Linked DNA regions of Sus scrofa: regions 2 and 3 are each linked to region 1. A link is a contact called in public HiChIP or PLAC-seq data. All regions are on one chromosome and are shown on one strand. The core of a region is the stretch at or near the end of the contact, and the rest is flanking DNA. Distances in the headings are between cores, read along the strand shown. Region 1 overlaps UBE4B (ubiquitin conjugation factor E4 B). Region 2 overlaps NMNAT1 (nicotinamide/nicotinic acid mononucleotide adenylyltransferase 1). Region 3 overlaps CTNNBIP1 (beta-catenin-interacting protein 1).

What was found. HiChIP or PLAC-seq counts read pairs in DNA pulled down with a chosen protein or histone mark.
Region 2: an H3K27ac HiChIP or PLAC-seq map of skeletal muscle shows a contact between it and region 1. The contact joins two enhancer-like sites. A contact is called at or near these places in 1 of 5 promoter capture datasets (liver) and 1 of 2 datasets of contacts at active chromatin or transcription factors (skeletal muscle).
Region 3: a contact with region 1 is called in an H3K27ac HiChIP or PLAC-seq map of skeletal muscle. The contact joins two enhancer-like sites. A contact is called at or near these places in 2 of 47 Hi-C or Micro-C datasets (embryonic fibroblasts and skeletal muscle) and 1 of 2 datasets of contacts at active chromatin or transcription factors (skeletal muscle).

Annotation. Positions count from the first base shown.
Region 1 is chr6:70,444,930-70,447,770 of Sscrofa11.1, reverse strand. It overlaps UBE4B (ubiquitin conjugation factor E4 B), which reads right to left. Exons shown (of 27, transcript XM_021095312.1): 22 at 1,013-1,157. Among named protein-coding and RNA genes, the nearest start is that of KIF1B, 49 kb to the left of the region's middle. Within about 2 kb of position 1,405, at least 19 of the 83 cell types and tissues checked have an H3K27ac peak or open chromatin away from gene starts, as enhancers often do. A contact at or near this core is called in skeletal muscle, where this site is marked.
Region 2 is chr6:70,304,738-70,307,636 of Sscrofa11.1, reverse strand. NMNAT1 (nicotinamide/nicotinic acid mononucleotide adenylyltransferase 1) reads right to left here. Exons shown (of 7, transcript XM_021095306.1): 6 at 2,162-2,566; 7 at 234-1,926. The coding sequence ends at 2,166. Among named protein-coding and RNA genes, the nearest start is that of RBP7, 7.1 kb to the left of the region's middle. Within about 2 kb of position 1,401, at least 2 of the 83 cell types and tissues checked have an H3K27ac peak or open chromatin away from gene starts, as enhancers often do. A contact at or near this core is called in skeletal muscle, where this site is marked.
Region 3 is chr6:70,198,408-70,201,107 of Sscrofa11.1, reverse strand. The region is part of intron 3 of CTNNBIP1 (beta-catenin-interacting protein 1); the gene reads left to right. Among named protein-coding and RNA genes, the nearest start is that of CLSTN1, 35 kb to the right of the region's middle. Within about 2 kb of position 1,412, at least 14 of the 83 cell types and tissues checked have an H3K27ac peak or open chromatin away from gene starts, as enhancers often do. A contact at or near this core is called in skeletal muscle, where this site is marked.

The DNA.
Region 1 (2,841 bases), core at 156-2,655:
CCGAAACCTTCCCGGCCCAGTCCTCAACTACCTCCGTGCCATTCACCATCTCTCCTCATGGCTTTCCCCCAAGGCAGGGGTTATCTCTGAGTTGTGGGTGAGCAAACAGCGATGAAGGAACTTTGCATGTGTGGCAGTGCCAGTTCTCAAAGTCGGGGCCGCTGGACCCCATAGCTGGGGCTCTTTCAACCAGAGCTTATCTATTTTTCCAGCACATTCTGCAGAGCCTGGGGACTGGTCCAGACTGGAGCCGACAGCCTGAGACAAGGGGTAAGCTTGGAAGGATGCCTGATAGCGACCCTGGGGCGGTGTGGAGCCTCAGGGCAAACGGAAAGCTGCGGGAGGAGAGGGTGCTGGAGGCGCAGCAGCGAAGCCGTGTCAGGGGTGCACACAAAAGCAGCTCTGATTCTAACAAAACCAGGAGCAGAACTGGCCAGGGGCTCTCAGAGGCCTAGAAACCAACCGCGGAACCATCTACGCGGCTGCAATAAGCTCAGGAGAGGGCGGTACGCTGTCCCTGGCCCAGACTGAATTTCTCATGGAACCTGGCACAGCAGGCCTCCTTTCTATTAATAACTGAATATGAAAGCCATGTTCGACTGAAAGGAAAAAAAAAAACGCCATCAGCGTCCTCCTGAGTTATTCACACAGTTGTCTAAAGAAGATCACAGAACAAATCAAATTCTTGTCTAGCAGACAGAATTGTAGATACGTATCTCTTAGCTACCTTCCTAAATCTTAACCAACATACTCAAACAAAAAAAGCTCTTCACTAAAACAGCCCTTTAAAATTAAAAAGGCAGGGCACGTTTTCAGGACAGATTCTCAAAGACGTCTCAACCCGCCTCTCAGCTTCAAGTCAAGTGTGTAAGGCTCCTCCTGCCCCAAACCTGCCCTCTAACTTCAGGGAAGCCCACAGGTGGGGGGTCTCGGGCACTGACAGGTCCGTCGGAGCTACAGACCCACAGGTGCAGCCCCACGAAGCCGTCCCCGCCCCGGGCCATGTCCTCACCCGGGGCAGCTGGTCCCATTGTTCTTTGTTCTTCATCTCCTCTTGCACTTCGTGGATCCGCTTCAGAGACTCCAGACTTTCATCCAGCAAAAACGTCGTGTCATTTATCAGCATGTTTATATAGCGGACGAACTGCTTCCCAGAACTAAAAAGGCAATTACACGGTACGTGGTCACACATTTCCCCGAGGCCAATGCGGCGGCAGATCCCAGAGCCGAAGGGCTGCCACCCCAAGCGCCTCCCGCCTGGCCCTTCAGGACCGCCTGCCTTGGCGCCATCAAGCACTGCGACCCTCGCGTCTCTCCTTAGATTCGGGGTTATTCTATTCACTGTAGGCACGGTCCAGCTTACACTGTGCTGGAGCCACCCTGCACGGCTCAGGAGAGCCAACTGCTCACATTCTAGAATTTTGTGAGCAGACTCCCTTGGCAGCTTAAATCTGGCAACAGTGGGAAGTATTTATACCCTGGAAAACCAGCAAATGCTGATTTTTTTTTTTTCTCTAGAGTGGGTTTACCAGCACGCCCTTGGCTTGCTCCCTCCATGATTTTAAGTAGAGAAAACATTCTTCCAGAACAGAAAAGAAAACCTGCTTTAACTCGCCAAGATAAAAGGGAAGCACAAACACCCAGAGACCAGAGATAAGAGAACTACCGATACGGTTATTATCCCTTATTGTAAAGAAAGACACACTGAGGAAAAATTGGAAGCTGTAATACTGATAAAGCAGGATATTAACATAATTTATAGAAACAGAATCTTCCAATCTCGAGGACTGTCCTGCATATCCTAGTCTCTAAGGGAACTGCTGGTGAGCTGAGATGCAATGGCCCACCTGTTACTCTGGACCTGCCAGATTATTAGAGAAAAGAGAAGCTGCTTTCAGGATCTGCTACTGGGTCATCCGAGGGCAGTGAGCCCTGGCCTGGGGAAGAGAAGGGGCAGTGAGCACAGGCCTTGTCCTCTGGACACGGAGGAGGCCTGGACTTCAGGCACATGGAAAGTTCAGGATGAGGATTCCTCATCAGCACCATGCAGATCGAGCTGTGGGTCTGTTGGGTGTCCTCAACTCAAGCCGAGCTTTTGTCGGAATGTAATTCTGAGGACAAGAGCAGTTCGTGGAAACAAAGAATTAAAGAGTTTACTTTGCAGAAAGCTATCTAGCAAATGGCTATGCCACTGGTTAATACGTACACTGCTGACTAGTAACTCAGTTAACAAGTGACAACTAGGCTTGGTCAAAGACTGAATCCAGGCTGCGAGAGATCTACGTAGATGGGATAAGGTGTCTTCAGAAAGAACTCTTTCTTCAAGAGTTCTACATTTTTCATCTGCCTTTTCTTTTCAACTTTCGTTGGATTTTAGTGGATGGACAATGCTGTGTTAGTTTCGGGGGTAGAGCAAAGTGATTCAGTTATACATATACATGTTATCTATTCTTTTCCAGATTCTTTCCCCATATAGGTTATCGCAGAATATTGAAGAGTTCCTTATGTCATACAGCGGGTCCTTGTTGGTTTACCTTTCTTTCTTAAGCACTCTTCTCTTTAAAGTAACAGATGGGGACTACCTGTCATGGTGCAGGGGAAATGAATCCGACTAGGAACCATGAGGTTGTGGGTTTGATCCCTGGCCTTGCTCAGTGGATTAAGGATCTGGCATTGCCGTGAGCTGTGGTGTAGGTCACAGATGTGGCTCAGACCTGGCGTTGCTGTGGCTGTGGTGTAGGCCGGCAGCTGGAGCTCCGATGAGACCTGTAGCCTGGGAATCTCCATATGCCGAGAGTGTGGCCCTAAAAATAAAAGACAAAAAAAAATAAAGTAACTTGG
Region 2 (2,899 bases), core at 152-2,651, 140 kb after region 1:
AAAAAAAAATGTGATAGCCTCACCTGCTTCTAGATTGTTATTTTTCAGTACGGCTCCAACTCCTAAACTCCAACAGCTGAGAAGCAGAAGGACAAACCTCATCTCTATGATCTGAGGTTACAACTCGTTCAGCAGATAAGCGACTGAGAACACTGGGTACCAGGCTTGGCGCCTCCCTGTCTCCGAGAAGGGGGCCCATTGGCTTGAGGAAGAGTAAGTCAGGAGCTGTAGAATTTACATTTGTCAACTTTATTTAACACTTTTTAAAACTGTGGTTTCAGATCTAACTATCTGATTGCACTGGTGTAAGTGTTTTTTTTTTTTTTTTCCCTTCTGCAGAGGTAGAAATCCTTCATCTAGAAGGGTATAGTTAGAAATGTGAAGTATTAGGTGTAGGTATGTAAAGGTAATTATTTAATTTTCTTTAGAAATTAAACTTTAGGAAGTTCCCATTGTGGCTCGGCAGTAATGAGCCTGACTAGTGTCCATGAGGATATGGGTTCGATCCCTGGCCTCGCTCAGTGGGTTAAGGATCTGGCATTGCTGTGAGTTGTGGTGTAGGCCAGCAGCTGTAGCTCTGATTTGACCCCTAGCCTGGGAACGTCCATATGCCGCAAGAAAAAAAAAAAAAAGAAATGTAACTTTAGCCCTGTTTCAATCTCAAAATGATGCTTGGGAACCATAAAACTATTCTAGAAAAGGCTCCTTCTGGTCATCTTGCTTTACTAATTGGTAAAACTTCCACAACGTTTTAATCAGTAGCAAACCATAGAATAAGTTTGTGCTTTTCACATAAAGCGATGCTTTGGGTTATTATCTGAGTGGTCTACTTTGGTTAAAGTTCATGCAAAAGGACAAGAAGAGAAAAGGCAAACAGTTCTGCTGAAATTCACCAACGGCAGACTCACAGCAGCTGGAAGAGAAACAGCAGGACTCTTCAGAAGCTTGAGAGTTTGGATTGACATCATGGAGCTTTCTCGACCACAAGCCACTCATCAGGGCCCGAAATCTTGGGCTAAAGGAGCTCCCGGGCTGATCCAGGGTGGCATTGCTCAAGTCCATTCAGCTTTCAAGTTCTCAGGAAAGGCTAAAAGCATTCACATTTCATACAAGCCCTGAATGAGGTCTCATTCTCTGCCGCCTGTTTCGGGGAGCACAAGGTCCCCTCTGAAGCTGTTCCTGAAGATACAGGAAGATGGTGGAGGGCAGGGCTGGCATGTGAGCCACGTCGGGGCTGTGCTAAGAGAATGTGCACAACACGCAGAAGGCCCTCTACCTCTCGTGGGCTCCGAAACACCTGGGCACCTTTCTAAACATTCGGGGACTGGACCCTCCCCTCCCTCCAAAGCTGGGGCTGCAGGCCAATGTGCCTCAGCCAAGCTTCGCTGACCTTCTGAGGTATGCCAGACACCAGGAACCGTTGGTGTAAAGTTTCTGCCAGGCCATTCGCAGCCTGCAGTGCACACAGCTGGAGACGATGGGTCGGTTAGGCATTTTACAAGCTATTTTAAGAATTCTTTGGCCTGGCAATAGGTATGCATAAAATGCTCGTTCCTTTCATAACTAAAGGTAGGATCTTAAATGGACGCTTTTCGCACTTGACTTCGCTGTGTGGTCAAGCCAGGAGGTCCTTTTTGGTTTGTTTCTTTCTGGCTACGCCCACAGCAAATGGAAGTTCCTGGGGCCAGGGATGGCCCATACTGCAGACGCTACCTGAGCCAAGGCAAGGACAATGCCAGATTTTTAACCCACTGTGCCACAAGGGAACTCCTAGAATGTCCTTTTTGAATTCTTTTTGCAGTTAGTTTGATTCTCTTCGGATTTTAGTGCTGCTAATCTCTTGTTTTAAAGACGAAGGGATCTGGGAGTTCCCGAAGCTTCAGCTTGAATTCAATCCCTGTCCTAGGAACGTCCATACCAGTGTGGCTGAAAAAGGAAAAAAAGGGGGGGATTTTTATATTCTAAACAAATAAACAGACAAATAAAACATTGAAAACAGTCATCTTGGCAACTTCTGATGAAAAGATAAACCTGATTTTAATTTAGTAACAAACTACTCTGAAGCTTTACTTTATTAGAGGATTCAACTCCTTCTCCCAGTTGCTAACACCCGGATTGCTTCCACTCCCAAAAGGCAAGTCCAAACTACCCTGCTGGAGACCTGCTCATGCGTCAGTGCCCCCGGTGTTCCTCTGCAAAGGAGCCAGGATGATGCCAACATTCCTCTCTTCGCTCTCGGAGCTGTAGAGACCGTGCTCTTCAATGTACTCCTGGACAAGATCCGGGACCAAGTAGCGGATGCTCTGGCCCCTGCGGAGGGCTCGCCGGATCTTCGTGGATGAGATGTCGTTGGTGATCCATTCGTTCACCAGGTGGATGTTGTTCTGATGTTTCCACAGCACGTCGGATTCATAGATGAACTTCTGAGTGTCATTTCCAGCCCGGGTGATACATATGAGCCCATAGTCTCCCACGATTTTGGTGATGTCCTCGCTCTTCCACAGATTGGGGACCCCGAAGGACTCCAACAGATCTGCTCCACACAGCAACTTCACCTTTGGCACACCTGGGACGAAGAGGAAAACAGAGCATGGGGCCCTGCCTTTTCATTAAAAATTTTTTTCTCGGAGTTCCCATTGTGGCTCAGTGGGTTAAGAACCTGGCTAGTATCCATGACGATGTGGGTTTGATCCCTGACCTCACTCAGTGGGTTAAGGACCCAGCCGTGAGCTGGGTGGTGTAGGTCTCAGACGTGGCTTGGATCCTATAAGCCTGTAGCTGTAGCTCCAACTCGACCCCTAGCCTAGGAACTTTCATATGCTGCAGATGCAGCCCTAAAAAAACTTTTTTCTCTCTCGCTTTTTTTCTTTTTAGGGCTGAACCTGTGGCACACAGGGGC
Region 3 (2,700 bases), core at 163-2,662, 250 kb after region 1:
AGGCCTCAGCCGAGGCTCAGATTCAATCCCTGGCCCAGGAATTCCATATGCTGTGGATGCAGCCAAAAAACAAGAAAAAGAAAAAAAAAAGAAGAAGAAGAAGAAGAAGAAAGTCATTGGGAAAGATTAGAAACAGCAGAAGAGCTTAGAGATTCCTATCTCATAGTTGGAGTAACTGTTACCTTGTGTTAATTGCTTTTCTTTCTTTTTTTTTTTTTTTTTTTGTCTTTTTAGGGCCACACCCACAGTATATGAAGGTTCCCAGGCTAGGGGTCCAATCGGAGCTGTAGCCGCTGGCCTACACCACAGTCACAGCAACACGGGATCTGAGCTGCGTCTGCAACCTACACCTCACACAGCTCGTGGCAATGCCGGATCCTTAAGCCACTGAGCGAGGCCAGGGATCAAACCTGCGTCCTCATGGATGGTAGTCAGTTTCGTTAACCAATGAGCCACGACAGAAACTCCTATCTTCTGTTAATTTCCCAGCAGCCCTTGAATACTTACGTATTTCTATTATAAAGTTGAGACCATACAGTGTAACATTTTAATATCCTTTTAAAAAAAAAAATGCTATGGCTGCTCCTGTGACATATGAGGGCAGAGACTGAATCTGGGCCTGAGCCGCTGCAGTGCCAATGCCAAGTCCCCAGCCCTCTGTGCCACAAGAGAACTCCAGTGTGCCCTCATTTTTTTTTTTTTTATCCGCTTTTTACTGTTGGACATTGGTTTCTCATGTTTGCTGTTAATTATAACAGCAAACATTGACTGAGTTTCTTCCAGGTTCCATGTCAAGTGGCACATAACATTAGCCCAGGGAATCAGGCAGGAGCTGTCCCAGGCCCACTTTCACGAGTAGAAAACTGGCCCGGGCAGTGACAGGTTCAAGGCCATGGAACAGGTCATGCAGGTCCAGGGTGTGGCCAGCAGAGAACGTCCAGGAGAGGCTTACGGGCCATGTGCGTTTCTAAGCAGAACAGCGTTCTAGCTGAGGAGCAGGCGTCACATAGGCAATCGGCACAGCGTGCCAGGAGGGCACGAAACACTGGAAGGGTTTTCTGCTGCCTTGTTATTCTGGGTCTTCACCTCCAGGCGCCTTTGAACGTGCTAGTCGCCTTTGAGCTCCGGTCTCTCCCTGCCCCAGCTCCGCACAGAGGACAGACGCCCTGCAAGGGCCAGTTCCAGGTCCCCAGTGCCCTTGGCAAAGGCCTCTGTGTGGCCGGTCTCCCGTGGAAATGCCACCCTCATGCTGTGACTGGTATAGACCCTGGGCCAGCCATCCCGGGGCGCAAGGGACCCCGTCTAGACGTGGCCCATTTCATTAAGGAAGCCCTCGTCCTTTCTCTTCCCTGCTTCTTGGCCCTGGAGCGGCAGTGCTGGCACGGGGGCTCCTCAGGCCTGTTCCAGCCTCTGATCACACTCTTGCTTGGCGAGACTTTCCAGGGAAGGTCCCCGGCCTGAGCCAGCTGGGCGGTCCCAGGGCTCTGCCGGCTTTCCCCCTCGGAAGCCAAGGCTGCCGGCTCAGGCTCTGCTGCTGCCAGAGAGCCTAAAATAGGTCATTTGGTCTCAGGGTTACACCACAGACCTTGTTAAAATAGCTGTGGTCTTGGGCAACCCAGCATGGAGCCAGCGGCCAAGGGGAAGGCCACCCGTTGCAGACACTTCCAGAGACCCAGCAGGCTCCCCCCTCTGCTCATCACCCTGCTTGACCCTCTCAGCGGCCTGTGGGTCGGGGTGCTGGCACGAGCTGGCCTTCTTCCTGGAATGCTCGCCCATGCCTCTGGCCCCTGCCCTTTCACTGCCTCCATGCCACCCTCTGTGCCCACCCGGGTCGGCCCGGCTTCCTCTTCTCGTTCTAGAACTGCCTGCGGATCTGTCCACATCATGTCAGGAGCCCCGCTGGGCTGGGCTCTGCTGTGTGTGCCGTCTCGCATTTGGCCATGGTCCAGCTGTGGCACAGAGCAGGGGTCTGTCGGGTCCTTTGGAGACCTCCGAGGCTCCCTCTGTGTGGGGACCGGCTGCCAGGGGTTCTGAGAGCCCCTCTGCCCACGTGCGGCTCCGAGGCTTCTCTCAGAGGTGCCAGGTGATCACCAGCTCTGGACTGAAATTACAGTCAGGCCCCGGGAGAATTCACCCGGTGGGATGGGAAGCTAATCATTTTTAACGTTAATCAACACTTCCATGAGAATTCCCTGGAACCTAGTGATAGTAACATTGGACCAAAAAAAATCTCATATACGTTGAATCCAACTGAAAACTCAACCAGAAGGACTTGGTATGTGAGAACCTGCATCACAGAAAAAGAAAAAAGCATCCAGGAGCTCCCCCAGTGGTTCAGTGGGTTAAGGACCTGGTGTTGTCGCGGCTGTAGTTCGGTTCAGTGCTGTGGTGTAGTTTTAGTCCCTAGCCTGGGAACCTCCGCATCCCTAGGGCATGGCCAAAAAAGAAACAAACAAGCAAACAAAAAACAACCCCAAGAAAAGGTGAGGGTGGGGCTGAAGAGCAGAGCTGGCCGCTCCTTACAGCATCTGGTTCTGGCCTGCGCCTGGCTGCCTTCACCCGCCTTGGCGTGATGGGTCCTGTCCTGTTGAGCTGAGAGCAGGGGCCTCCAAGCCCTTGCGCACCTCTGCACCCACCTCCCAACACCCCGGCAGAGGCAGACCACTCTCCCAGAGAAGAGCATCAGGGGCCGCTCAGGCC